Linked DNA regions of Bombyx mori: region 1 is linked to region 2. The links are chromatin contacts, called in public Hi-C maps. All regions are on one chromosome and are shown on one strand. The core of a region is the stretch at or near the end of the contact, and the rest is flanking DNA. Distances in the headings are between cores, read along the strand shown.

Region 1 (7,367 bases), core at 3,340-5,839, 130 kb before region 2:
GACAATATGATAATCATGAGATATTACATTTTATTCAATAAATATTTATTTATTTATGCACCAACAAAGTGATCATCAATACAAAAAATAGACAAATTGACAATAAGTACATGACAGATATGTATCACCTCAATTATAAATTATTATTATTTATTTATATTTATTAAAATCTTATTAGTTACATAATATTTTTTAAAAAAGATATTAAAAACAGAATTTTTAAAAAACACTGTAAAAATAGATTGCCGCTGATGGCGGTGTCTACGACACAAGCCACCAGTGGTTAGGACTCCAGAGTGAGAAACCTCACAATGCGTGCAGTATCGAGGATAACTGCTTTCTGTATTAGGCCCTTAACCCAGCTGGATAACGAAAGTTTCTTAAGATGTTGATCGAAACTTTTCGCTATCAAGCCGTGTACCGATACAACTATTGGAACAATGATGGTTGAATCAACATGCCACATGGCGGTAGTCTCGTGGGCCAGGTCTAAATATTTTATTAATTTGTCCTTTTCTGCCTTATTATTATTATTATTAACTACATAACATTACATAATCATTACATATGTATACACTTCACATAATCAGATCCATGTACATACTATTAAAATATTTAATTCCAACCATTTGCATGTCCCAATTAGTGAAAAAGCAATATCTCAATTTTAATTGTAAATTTGACATAAACTTTCAGTCAGAACGCATTATGGAGGAGAACTCGATTGTACGAGACCTCATCACAAAGATCCTTGATGAATCTGTACCCACAGAAGGCGGCAGGTAAATAGTTTTATTTTAAATGAGTAGGATACACCAAAATTGTTCTTTGACTATTAATATTGATATGCAAATAAGAACACAGGCAGCACTTAGTCTAGTGATTAGCGGTTAATACATAATATTATCATGAATACTATATGAATGAAGTTTGTCAGTAATCTGCAATGGTTAACTTTTTACTTGACTTGTATTTGTTTCCGGTGCCCATAACAGAGGAGAAAATAGTAGGGTCCAATAATGTCGAATATGAGTGCTAAAAACTATTTTTATAGGTCAGTTTAGTTCGGTCAAGTAGTAGTATTTTAAATGGAAAATCAAATTGGTTTGTTTATATTTTAATGTCTTTTAAATTATTCAACTTTGGTTTTAGTATACTAATATATACTGGGCTACTCTCGAGAATGTGACGTAAGGAACCTTCTATTTATACTTCGAAACTCAGCGATAATAAATAATTCATAAACTAAAATAATGCGAGTTTTGCTCCAGAAAATCTTGAATAACAAACGAGTCATAATGTAGCGTTATTAATTTTAAACTTTCGTGCCCTTTTCGCCTCGCAAAGTTTCATAAGATGTTACCACAATAATTTTCCAGCACTGCACAATCATCGGAAAAAAGTTTAAATAGCTTACAACAGAATTATCAGAAGAACGAAACGGGGAGCCCGTCGTACGCATCGCCTTCGTATTACCAGAACAATTTGTATTTCAATCAGAACGAACAAAACGGCTTCAACAATTTCAATATTCAGAACGGTTTCGGTGGTAACAATGGTTTCGTCAATTACGCGGACAACGACGTTAATCTACTCGGTCTGGAGCCGGTCCCTGACGCAGGCCCAGATGCGGTCACCCCTGAGCAGCTGAACCTTCTGAGGCTGGCCGCACAGGAAATCGGAGGAGCACAGTTCACAAGCCCTAACGCTTTCGATGACAAATTCTATAACTTCTTCGAGCCCAGCCAAAGAAACTCCCTGCCCGATACCAATATGTTTCAAGTCAACGATTACAGTCGACCGAACAGTTTGAACTTGGACATGAGCCTGAACGCAAATTACGATTATAACAATCAGAGATACCCGAACTATAAAGACCAGAGTCAAGATCCGACGCAAATATTGCAGTATCTGAACCAATTGAACATATCCTTGGACCGAAATAGAGAAGAAAGCGCAGTTAATAACATGGATTTCAAGATGCCAATGGATTTAAACGGTCCATATCAGCATGAGCAGTTCAATAAGCCGGCGGACGATAAAATGTTCTATAGGGGCTACCAACAGCCGCCGCCGAATAAGAGTTTTGGCGACAATTTCTATGACGTAATGCCGATGAGTGACCGAAGCCCACTGACCCAGGGCTTCGACTACACGAACCAGACGCCAACCGGTGTCAACTACAACACTAACGTCTTCAACCAGAATGACTTCATGCAGAGGCGCGACATGAACGCATTCCCGAGTAATGGCGTAATAAACGAACAGAGAAACAGTTTTGAGAATATAGGGAGGGAGAATAACATGCAGCAAGCGTCGGTCGTGCGGCAGAACCAGGAGCTAGCGCGGCAGATGAGCCTCCTGATGCGGACCCGGCCTCCGCCCAACCAGCTCAATGTGGACGTCTCGTTTCTGCACGACAACGCACCTTACAATATCGGTAAGTAATCCGGTTTACAAGTCAATTCGTGGCAAGTTCAGACAATAGCAATCCTTTTTACCCTCAGTTTTTCAGTATTGAAAAATCTATTCGCCTCTATTTTCAACAGTTCTATCTTGTTATAAATATTGAAAGATTTTTTACTTAAATATATTATATAATTTTGACTTGTTACTCTGAGGTAAGGCAGACAAGATAATGCTCTTTCACAAAGAGGGTGTGAGTGAGTCTATAGACAAAGTTACCAAAGTCCATAGACATGGCAAACTCAATGTATCCAAGAATTCTCACTCTTCAAATTGGAACGCGTTATTTCTTTGCGGCAGAAATAGGCAGGTAGTGACTTACCTGTTCCAACTCACAATACTTTTACCATTCAGGAATGGAGCCGTTTTATAGCTTAATTTGTTTTACGGATTTCTAACCGGAATCATGGTCCTTAAACTTGAGCGAGTGGGAATTAGTCGGCGGTCCCAATGGAAAATAAATAGAAGAAATAAGACTAACTTCTGGAGGCTGTGAAGTCTTACATATTATGTGTTACGCGATCCCTAGTCACATTTTTTTTTTTGTTAAAGATTATTATAATTTAAATAAAATGTTAATTAAATTCCAGGTCTCGGAGCCCTGTTAGGCGCGAGTCCATCCGTCCCGCCTCCAGTGTTGCCATCACCAATGTTGGATTTACCGCTTTTGGCACCGTTCTACGCAATGAGAAATATGAGGTAATTTGCCCACTGTATTTTAAGTTATTTTAAAATGTGTCATAACTTTTTATCGCTTAAATGAGTGGATAAGCTCACATACTATTTGGTTTAGTAGTTACTGAATCCCATAGACATCTACAATGTAAATGCTGCCACTCACCTTGAGATATAAGTTAAGTTAAGAAGATCTCAAGTATAGTTACAACGTCTGCCCCGCCCTTCAAAATGATACTCATTACTGCCTCACGGTAGAAAAAGACAGGGTGGTGCGACCTACCCGTGCGGACTCACAAGAGGTCCTACCACCAGTAATTACGCAAATTATAATTTTGCGGGTTTGATTTTTGAAGTTATACTTCTTTAGGCACGTTATGAAAAATTGATGAGAGTGAAATTTTACGATGCGCGCGCACCGTGACACAAAATTAACAGAATGAAGTTGCCCACTAAATCGCTCATTACAATACGACCGACGTAACTTGGCGAGTCTGAATATAGCCCCAGGTGAACTTTCGCGCATGTACACTCGTAAAAATAAAGTGTTATTAGCATTAATTTTTTAGTAATATAAATGACAAAATTATTATTTAATATAATTCATACTAAATATTATTAAATTATTAACGTTCAATATTTATTATTAATTATTTAATATTTAAAAAAAAAGAAATAAATTTAATAAAAATAAAGTATTTTTAAATTTAATAAAAATAACTTCTTACACGCGTACATAAGTACACGCACCATTTGTTTGTTACACGACTTCCTTCACCGTGGAAGTCAATCGCGAACAGTTGCTAAGTACGTATTTCATCAGAAAAATTGGTACCCGCCTGCGGGATTCGAATCCCGTTGCATCGCTACACACGAATGCACCGGACGTCTTATCCTTTAGGCCACGACGACTTTAACCTATAAGTAACGGCGTGGACACATGTCTAAAGTGCGGCGCCTGCTACCGTGTTACGGAGCGGCGCCGTGTACTGTGCACCGCACCGGCACATGGCAGTAACCACCGTTTCCAATACAGTTTCTGTCTTAACATGCATCGCGCTTCATATTTCCTCTTAAAATGACCTCAGTCATGGTTCATTATAGAAAGGTATGGATTCACCCAATATTTTCTTTGATTCTGTTTTTTTTCATTCGTCTTATTAGCAACAAGAGCAGAGTAATACGTCTCGCGATCCATGTTAAGACAGAAACTGTATTGGAAACGGTGGTTACTGCCATGTGCCGGTGCGGTGCACAGTACACGGCGCCGCGCCGTAGACATGTGTCCACGCCCTAATAAATGTGAATCTGAGTTGGCTGAGTGTTGTGGTTGCAGGGGCGGCGCGTCGTCGTCGTCGCTGCTGCACGCGCGGCTGGAGGCGTGCTACGAGCAGTGGCGCCAGCTGGAGCGCGAGCGGAAGCGCACGGAGGCCCGCCTGGCGCTCGCCTACCCCGGCCGCGCCGTCTCCTCCTCCAACTCCATCCCCGTGCCGCGCCTGCCGCCCTGCCCCACCAGGGTCGACAGGCTCACCGTCGACATGCTCCGGGAGCACACCAAGGTACGCGACTTCATGTGTCGACCCTTGAAACGATCGATGAAACGAAAAAATAAGTCCATAGAGACACAAACACATAAATGTATGGGACTCAGCCGGCGAGAGAATGAGATAGAACACATTAGACGTTCTCGGTCGACGAGCCCTTCGTCCCAAGCGACGGGTTCGACGAGGACGATGACCGGAGACCCTTGTGCTCACGTAATGTATACTTCATAACAACGCTGATCAGTTAAGTCGAATGGCGAATTACAGGTGCTGACGCTTATGGGCAAGATGGAAACGTTAAGAGCGAGCGTTTGTGCGAATCACAAGAAGAACAAACCGGACGACACAAAGATAACGGTGTTGAAGAGGGGACAAGAGAACGTGGTCAGTGAGAAGCAGAAGGAGAAGGAGACCGGCTGCGACCCGGCCACCTTCGATCCCTCCACTTGGAGAGACGATATCAAGAATTTAGCTGAGATGTAGGTTTCGAGAGCTATTTAGGAAAACTTAAAACAAAGCTTACTTTGGAAGTAAATTTTAAGTGATGGATTTTTATAGATTTATTTTTGTGATCTTTTTTTTTTATTACCCTTGTAGGCAAACGAGCATACAGCCACCTGATGGTAAGTGGTTAACGTCGCCCATGGACTTCAGCAATGCCAGGAGCAGAGCCAAGCCGCTGCCTAGCGTTAAAATTATTTAAATTATTTAAAATAAATTACTAATCAGTGCGGGGCACACAGTACGCCCTGTCTCTAGTCATCCCGCAAATACAACAGCATAGACTGACATCCAGCATCTCCTTAGGTTGACAAATGTAAGTTCTGTATGCTTAGTTCGAGTTTCTTAACGTTTTCGATATCGTAAAAGTTAAGCCAATTTTGTATGCAGTTGGAACAGCGCCCCTAGCGGCAAACGTACGCAAACAATTCCATTCCATACAAATATGAGCTGACTTTAACGCTATCGAGAACGTTAAAAACGCGCACTAAGCATACTGATCTGGCCAATTTTTATCCTCACAGTATCAGTTGTATCGTATATTCCATGGGGAGTGCTCTGAAGAATTGTTCGAGATGATACTTTCATCTCGTTTTTACCATCGCACCGCCCGCCACCGGAGTAAAGTTCATCCATACTACCTGGAGCCACTGCGGTCATCCACAGTGCGTTTCCAGAGGTCTTTCTTGCCACGTACCATCCGGCTATGGAATGAGCTCCCCTCCACGGTGCTTCCCGAGCGCTATGACATGTCCTTCTTCAAACGAGGCTTGTGGAGAGTACAAAGCGGTAGGCAGCGGCTTGGCTCTGCCTCTGGCATTGCTGAAGTGCATGGGCGACGATAACCACTCACCATCAGGTGGGCCGTATGCTCGTCTGCGTACAAGGACAATAAAAAAAAAAGTTTTGTCTCACAAATATACATTGACGTATCATAGTGCAGCTGCATAAGGAGACGAGTAATGTGTGTGTTGTGTGTCAGCGCGCCGCACGGAGAGGTGGAGAGCGCCATGGTGGCGTGGCGCAGCGCCGTGGGAGGCGTGCAGGCCGCGCGCCGCCGCGAGCTCGCCCAGCCGCAGCGCGCGCGCCCCGACCGTGAGTAGCCCCGCCCCCCAACACCCCCGCCCCCGCGCACACCCCGCTACCTATGCTGATAGCCTTGCACGGAAGGATGGTAGAAATCTCAAGAAGCTCATCGTGACTATGGTAAGGTAGATGCGAAAAGTCCTCGGGAGCGCAGCCCAATACGTTGGTCCGACCAGATCCGCATCGTTCTTGATTTAAACGTTTCACAACGCCCTCCACACCGCCAGAGACAAGAATAGATGGAGAAAGATCGTGTGTACGAAGGTGATACAAAAGGGTGGTCACGACCCTCAACAATGAGGAATATGATGCAAGGAGATTAGATTTTTTTTAATATTTATTTACAATGTGTATTATAACGTAACAATTATTGCAATATTGAAATGCCCGGAGCGAGCAACTCATTCCCAGATAGCATTGTAATTCTCGAACATTCTGAATCCTTCGATGTTCGTTCGGCTATTCGGCGATCGATGGCGTTACTATTACCGGCGTTACAATACTTACTGACCTAGTAAAGTTCCAGGTGATGAGCCGCGTGTGTGTTGGTTGCAGCGATCCTGCAGCTGGCGGAGGCGGTGAAGCAGCTGTGCGCATGCGCGCGGCGGGCCCGCTGCGCCATGTGGTGCGACCTCACGCTCACCGTGGCGCTGGCGCCACACCACGCGCGGGTGAGTCCGACACATACATGTTTTTTTTTTTTTAATGAAACTTCTTGAATGAAACTCATAAATTTCACTTATACTTTAGCCTCAGCAACATGTGGTGTTTATGCCATCAAACTGTAGCTTAAGTGAAACGTTGGTATTTTTAACACTGCGCCATTTATGAGATACTTATGTCAGACAGTATTACAATTGTCTGTAAAACTGATTTAAGGCGCCATCTGTTTTAGACTTACAATTAATAACAAAAATCAACATAAGAAATTATTTTATTGTTAATTAATAAATATTGCGACCGTTAATATAAACCATCCTATCTTTTAAATTGGATCAAACTGCACACGGTGAGCAAATTTAATTTAAAATCGGTTAAGTAGTTTAGGAGTACATCGCGGACAAACAACGTGATACGTGATTTATATAATATTAA
Region 2 (7,037 bases), core at 3,086-5,585:
GGCACCTGAAGTCGCATTTTCGAATATAACTGACAAAAATGAATTCACGAAATTCACAAAGTTTTTAGCGTACAAAGGAGTACAAGTTATAGTTGAGTCTAGAAAAGGAGTTAAAATAGAACCTAACAGTAAACCAAAGACGTCAGACACTGATTGGTTTAATTTACAGATACCAGATTCCTCTGAAGTAAATCAGGCAACTAAGAATGCTTTACCTTCGGATCGTGTACTGGAGACGATAAAATCACAATTACATGTAGAAATATCTGTTCAAACAGAAGATGGAGATGAAATGGTACTAGAACTCTGGACTCTTCAGCTAGACGAAACCCAATTCGATACATCATTGAAGGCAATGAACACAGTGTATTTTAGAATGGGCATATTGTTAAAATCTCTTATAACTATAACAAGGATCACACCGGCATATCATTTGTCAAGGAAACAGAGACTGGAATCATTCACTATATTCTACAGAGTTTACAGTGGCGAGGCAAAATTGAAAGCTCTTGGTGATTCAGTGAAAACTATTCAAGCCGGCCTCTTAAAAACACCATTAGGTGCTTTAGTCTTCTCGGTAACGTACCGTACAAATTTTTCAATAACTCCTAACCGTTCAGACAATAACAAAGCATTGTTATTAAAGAGTGATCACTTTGAATTGAGTCCGAAACATGTCATATTTGAATCAAAAAAGAAGAAAGAAGAAAAAAGAGAGTCGAAACCTTCAGGACCCATCGATTTGGACAAGCCCTTACGCTTAGCTGCTTTTGTAGATGAAACCTTAGTTAAGAGGACATTTGAAGAATTCTACACGAAAATTCCTATTCCTGATCACTACAGACCTGAAAAATTGCCTGTATCTCCTGTTAAAGAAAAGGAAATCATGTCTAAGAGCACACAAGAATTAGATGACAGTGCAGCATCAAAGAGTCCGAATTCTTTAGAGATGCCACCAAAGAAATTCTCTGGATTCCGTCACGAAAACGAACCACCAATAAAACTGTTATTGTTCCCTTTTGCTGACACACATCCTATACGAGAACTAGCCGAGTTTTACAAAGATTTCTTTAATGCGCCACACTTGAAGTTGACAGATGAGCTAACACAATCGAACAAAAGCTTAGAGCCTGTTTTAGAAGACGTAGAACTAACCAACGAAGATTTGTCTAAAGATTTGGAGCTGTATGAGAATTCAGTTGTTGAGTTTGATGAATTGTTGGCCGACATGTGTAGATCGGCTGAGTGGAGTGGGAATTAAATATAGGTTATGGGTCTTAAATATAAATTAAGACATTTCATGTCCCAGGATGCTAAATTAAAAAAAAAAACCTTAAATTGCAGATTGATTTGAGTGGGAGCGTTTAATCTGTAACTCTTAATTACCAAAATAGTACAGTGTGATTATAAAAATTGGCGTGATTCGTACTACGCTAACAAGAAACTCGCCATTGCTGACGGTCTTAATGTTATCTTTTCATTCTACTGGGAATTGAGGATTTCTTTATGTTATTGATATACAGATCAATCTTATTCAAAAGCAACATGGCTATAGTTGATGTACCATGGTATAAGAAAGCTTGGTATTTAGCAAGTAAATAGCATTAGATTTGCCAAATTTGATATATGTTTATGAGGGTCTACAATGACTAATGATGTGGTGTTTATATCATCATCCAAGTACTTAGTCAAAACCATATCCAAAGGTCTTTTCAAACAAAGGTCTATATACAAAGAATATTGTGCAATATGTCAATGGATAGAACACAAAACGTATACAAATAAAAATAGGATTATACGTCAAATATTTACTTTAATTACTCCAGCATTATTTTTAATTATTAAGAAACGAATTTTATTTGTAAAAGAGATAAACTTACAAATAAAATTCTCAATTATGTAAATTCTCAATTTGGTATTTTTTTTTTAAATGGCAATTCTTCTTGGACGTGAAAATGTGAAAATGGAAAGGCGATGGGATTTAGATGTTTTGGGCAAAGACTGATGAGATGTAAATGAATGATATAAACAATATTCCTATGATTATTAGAATAGAAACAAAATGGATTTGTATGTTAAAATGTTAGTTCTTAATAAACTACCTATTTAAAGAAAACGTTGTTTTTGAAATATGTACCTGTTAAAAAAAATGCTTAGATGGGTGGACGAGCTCACGGCCCAACTGGTGTTAAGGGGTTATCGGATCCATAGACATCTACAATGTAAATGCCATCCAGCTTGAGACAAGAATTCTAAGGTATCAGTTTGTACAGTACAACGCCTGCCCCACACTTCAAACCGAAACGCATCATTGGACTAATAGGTAGGGCATTGGTTACCTATCCGTGCGGACTCACAAGACGTCCCACCACCAGTAATTACGGAAATTACAAATTTACTGGTTTGATTTTTATTACACGATTTTATTCCTTCACCGTGGAAGTCAACCGTGAACATTTCTTAAGTACGTATTTCATTGGAAGATTTGGTACCTGCTGGCGAGATTCGAACACCGGTGCATTGCTACATACGAATGCACCGGACGTCTTATCCTTTAGACCAGAGTTCCCCAAACTTTTTTGTGTCGTAGTCCCCTTGCCATGTTTTTCCGTGTTGGGTAGACCTTATTAATTGAATTAAAATTAAAACTACTCAAAATAAAATTTTGTATCTGTTATGTAAAATATACGTAACATAAAATAAACTATAAATAAAATAACATAAGCAATAAGTCAATATTTTTAGTGAGAAGGATGAACCTGATGCTTTAATAATAAATTATCAACATTTGGCGTCAATGTTGTAAGGGTTAATCTTAAATCTCCTCGGCTAATGATGTCTTGATATTATAAGATAGTATGATGTACGTAAATAGCTACTATCAGTGCTTGTTCGAGCTATGTACGGTAGAGCTAGTACGTACGTACGCTCCGCAGCTGGCGATAGCGACGAGTTCAGTGTGGCGGTAGGCTTACACCAGGGATCAGCTTTAAGCACTTACCTGTTCATCCTAATAATGGATGCCCTAACATCGGACATACAGGAAGAGGCGCCTTAGTGTATGCTGTTCGCCGACGACATTGTTCTCGTTGGAGAGGAAGGGCCTGAGATACAGAGGAGATTGGCAAAATGGAAAGAAAGGTTGAAGATCAGTCGAACAAAAACCAAGCACATGTTTTGTGATTTTGGTGGTTCTTCAGACTTCACGCCAATCGCCTTAGATGGTGTATCCCTGCCAGTCTGCTCTGACTTCAAGTACCTCGGCTCTATACTCCAGAACGACGGCAACATAGACCGGGACGTCACAAATAGAATAAACGCTGGTTGGATGAAATGGCGACAGGTCTCTGCAACAGCATGCGATCGTAGAATGCCCCTTCAGCTCAAGGGCAAAATTTACAAAACGATCATTAGACCTGTCGTGCTGTATGGATCTGAGTGTTGGGCGACGAAAGTTAAGCATGAAAGAGGAGTGCATGCGGCAGAGATGCGAATGTTGAGATGGATGTGTGGAGTAACAAGAATGGATAAGATAAAGAATGAGTATATCAGAGGAAGTGTGAAAGTGGCCCCGGTAAACAACAAATTAAGGAGCGGACGGTTAGCGTGGTATGGACATGTGATGCGTAGAGAGAAGATGCATGTGACTAGGAGATGTATGGAAATGGTAGTGAAAGGTAGAGGGGGAAGAGGTCGACCGAAGAAGACATGGATGGAGTGTGTGAATGACGATATGAGAGAGAGAGGAGTGAGTGTTGAGATGACGGCTGATAGAAGAGAATGGAAGAGAAAAATTAGCTGTGCCGACCCCACATAGTGGGATAAGGTGGAGAAAAAGAAGAAGTAGACCTCTTGCACGTTGTCATAGACCCCTAGGGGTCGATATAGACCACTTTGGGAATCACTGCTTTAGACCATGAAACGTGGCAAAAATTTTGCCACTGAGCTCGGTATCCGGCTCTATTGTATGGTTTCCTTTACAGTAGCTTAGCTGGGGACCTTTTATATCTTACCCACAGGTGGGCTGAAGCTTTGGAGAGCCAAGGTCCTAGAGCTTCTCGCTGTGAGCCTTGATATCGCGAAGGTCTTTGTCGGAATAGACGGTAGCTACAAATTCATACAACTTAGATCCTTACGTTTACATCAAAAAGACCTTCTTACCGTAGATAATTCACATACACTCTTATAATTCTTTGGTAATTAGAATTATCTATGGCCGATATTTTAGAAATTATATAGAACAGACAAGGCTGGATGCGCTTAGATCCCCTTGCCTTTCTTAATAAGGAAATTTTTTACCAAAAAAAAATATCTATGGCCGATTGCAATTTTGGAACGTTCGGAAACAACTGGTAACTGGAACAAGTTAAATTTTTAAACCACACAAATAACTTCTTTTGTTTTATAAAAACGATATTGAACAATTCAAATGTTCATCGTGGATCTATACCACGAAACACTATTGTGTTAAAATTAAACGTATTCTTTTAATTTAAAATATACAAAACAAGTTCAAATAGTAAGAAAGAAATCAAGTTTCAGAACTGACATCAACAAAGCGACGATGTTTGATACAATGTTTTTCTCAGATTAAATTAGAGTTACTGAACAGCATTTTGTTAAATCAGGACCATATTTGATTGTTGTTATCTGTTTGTAAATTAATGATTCAAGCAAACATATCAGATTTTAGTGTTGAAAGTGTTTTAGTTCATAACCTCAAAATCGAACGTTTAACGAATAATGTTTTCGATTTGTCGAACGACTCATCCAGCGACTGGTATAGAGCACGCGGTTAGCTGTTATTTCTTTAACAATGACGAGGTTTGTCTGGTCACCGCCGGTGCCAATATCATCAAGGTCTTCAGGCTGCTGCCCGAAGGCCACACAAAAGAGATTAATGCAGGTTTGTTTTTTTAACTGCTTTCTGTTAAAAACTAGAATAGATAATATCCCTGCAAATATACTGTATGTTCAGTATGCGGTTCTAATTATTGTTGAAATGATAGAATCTTGGTTTACTAATTTCGAGCTGTGTTACTATAGCAGTGTCCGAATTCCTGGCTTAAAATTTTCCAATACAATACCTAATTAACATCTGGTCACAAATTACTGTCGCCATGAATGAATAACACCGTGTAATCGTCAGCTTCTACGTCTGACTAAAATAAAAATAAAACATTTTCTCATGTCATTATATACTTTTTCAGCCGGTCAGCCGATTCCCCCGAAGATGAAGTTGGAATGCTTAGCGACATATACATTATGGGGTAATGTGATGTCTTTAGCTTCTGTACGCTGTCAAAGTTCTGGTCGAGATATCCTGTTGGTTTCATTCAAAGAAGCTAAACTATCTGTGCTCCAATATGATCCACAGACCAATAACTTGGTGACATTGAGTATGCATTATTTTGAAGAGGATGATATGAAGGTATGTATACTGAGATTTGAACTGATTTTTGTATAATTATTTCCTAACGAAAATTAACTTTAAAGAAGCTGTCTGAGCTGGCATTATGATGCTTAGCTTGGTTGTGGCCTGAGCTGAGCTAGTAATAGTATTCAGAAGTGTATTATTATTATTACTCTTTTTTTTGCTTAGATGAGTGGACGAGCTCACAGCCCACCTGATTTTAAGTGGTTACTGAAGCACATAGACATCTACAACGTAAATGCGCCACCCACCTTGAGATATAAGTTCTAAGATCTCAGTATAGTCACAACGGCTGCCCCACCCTTCAAACCGAAACGCATTACTGCTTCACGACAGAAATGGGCAGGGTGGTGGTACCTACCCATGCGGACTCACAAGAGGTCCTACCACCAGTAATTACGTAAATTATAATTTTGCGGGTTTGATTTTTATTACACGATGTTATTCCTTCACCGTGGAAGTCAATCGTAAACATTTGTTGAATACGTATTAGAAAAATTGGTACCCGCCTTTTTTAGAGTACTTTAGACCATGACGACTTCAAAAATTATTTAAATTGCTACACTGAACTTTGAATTTTTTAGGGCGGTTGGACAACTCATCCTCATATACCATGGATCAGAGTAGATCCTGAGTTCCGATGTGCTGTGATGTTGTTGTATGGGAAGAAACTTGCAGTCCTTCCGTTTAGGAAGGACATTACCTCTGAAGAAGGGGATCCTCTTGAGGCCAAACCCCTCTCTGACACAAAGAAAAATGTACGTAAGAAACTGGTAATTGATGTAGAGATGATCCTAGCAGCTTAAATGACACATTTGTTTAATGCCATATATTAATAAGTACATACTCTTTATAGCTGCCTTGATTTTGCTTTAAGAAATTTCAAGAAATAGAACTGTAGTGTATTAGTGAGGGTACTTGTTCTCCTTTTAATAAAAGGATTGCTAAGTGCGGTTTGCATAAAGACAGACACACAATGAACTGATTTGCTACCGAACACATGTGCTTAAGTTCTTTATTAAATAATAAAACATAATAAGAACAACATTACATAGTTTAAATATGATATTTAAACTTGCATTTAATAGCAACTTTTACTATTCAATTTTACCTAGTTTATATTTACATTTTCCCACATTTAGAAAAGTATTCGTGGGTATTTTGCTATTTTTTATAGCTAATATCTATATTTCAATGCTGTGGCTTTTGCCATATCTGAATATGAAACATACTACTTGACTACCACTGTACGTTGATGATCTCTGGAAGTTTGGATTCAACGGCTTAAAACCAAGGCCATTGAAATTTAAACAAGAAATCCTATAACAAAATCCGTTTTACATGTCAAAATTATTTGTGTTTTTAAACCTTCTTTCAATTAAACGTTGCATTATGTCAAAAGGATAGTGTAACGAAATCGTAAAATTAGATGGCAAAAGTATGATATAATTGTACTAATAATGATTTTATTATTCCCTTTCAGCAAGCAGCTCATACTATGAACAGGGCACCAACACTGGCCTCATACATAATAATACTCAAGGACCTAGACGAGAAGATTGATAACATATTAGACATACAATTCTTGCATGGCTATTACGAG

The links. Hi-C and Micro-C count contacts between places; a contact is called where the count stands out from the background.
Region 1: a Hi-C map of whole pupa shows a contact between it and region 2, with 2.3 times the contacts expected there. The contact joins the enhancer-like site here to the promoter of LOC101745127 in region 2. A contact is called at or near these places in 2 of 7 Hi-C or Micro-C datasets (middle silk gland and whole pupa).

The regions. Positions count from the first base shown.
Region 1 is chr28:8,602,828-8,610,194 of ASM3026992v2, reverse strand. LOC101745859 reads left to right here. Exons shown (of 10, transcript XM_004924320.5): 2 at 697-782; 3 at 1,380-2,440; 4 at 3,057-3,165; 5 at 4,478-4,700; 6 at 4,953-5,164; 7 at 6,169-6,281; 8 at 6,828-6,943. Among protein-coding and RNA genes, the nearest start is that of LOC101745859, 6.6 kb to the left of the region's middle. Within about 2 kb of position 4,589, at least 4 of the 8 cell types and tissues checked have open chromatin away from gene starts, as enhancers often do.
Region 2 is chr28:8,471,491-8,478,527 of ASM3026992v2, reverse strand. LOC101745127 (cleavage and polyadenylation specificity factor subunit 1) reads left to right here and starts at 4,335. Exons shown (of 29, transcript XM_038021176.2): 1 at 4,335-4,906; 2 at 5,211-5,431; 3 at 6,019-6,192; 4 at 6,918-7,037. The coding sequence starts at 4,744. It overlaps LOC101740494 (MIP18 family protein galla-1), which reads left to right. Exons shown (of 3, transcript XM_004924282.5): 3 at 1-2,116. It overlaps LOC134198646 (autophagy-related protein 13 homolog), which reads left to right. Exons shown (of 1, transcript XM_062676832.1): 1 at 1-2,116. The coding sequence ends at 1,261.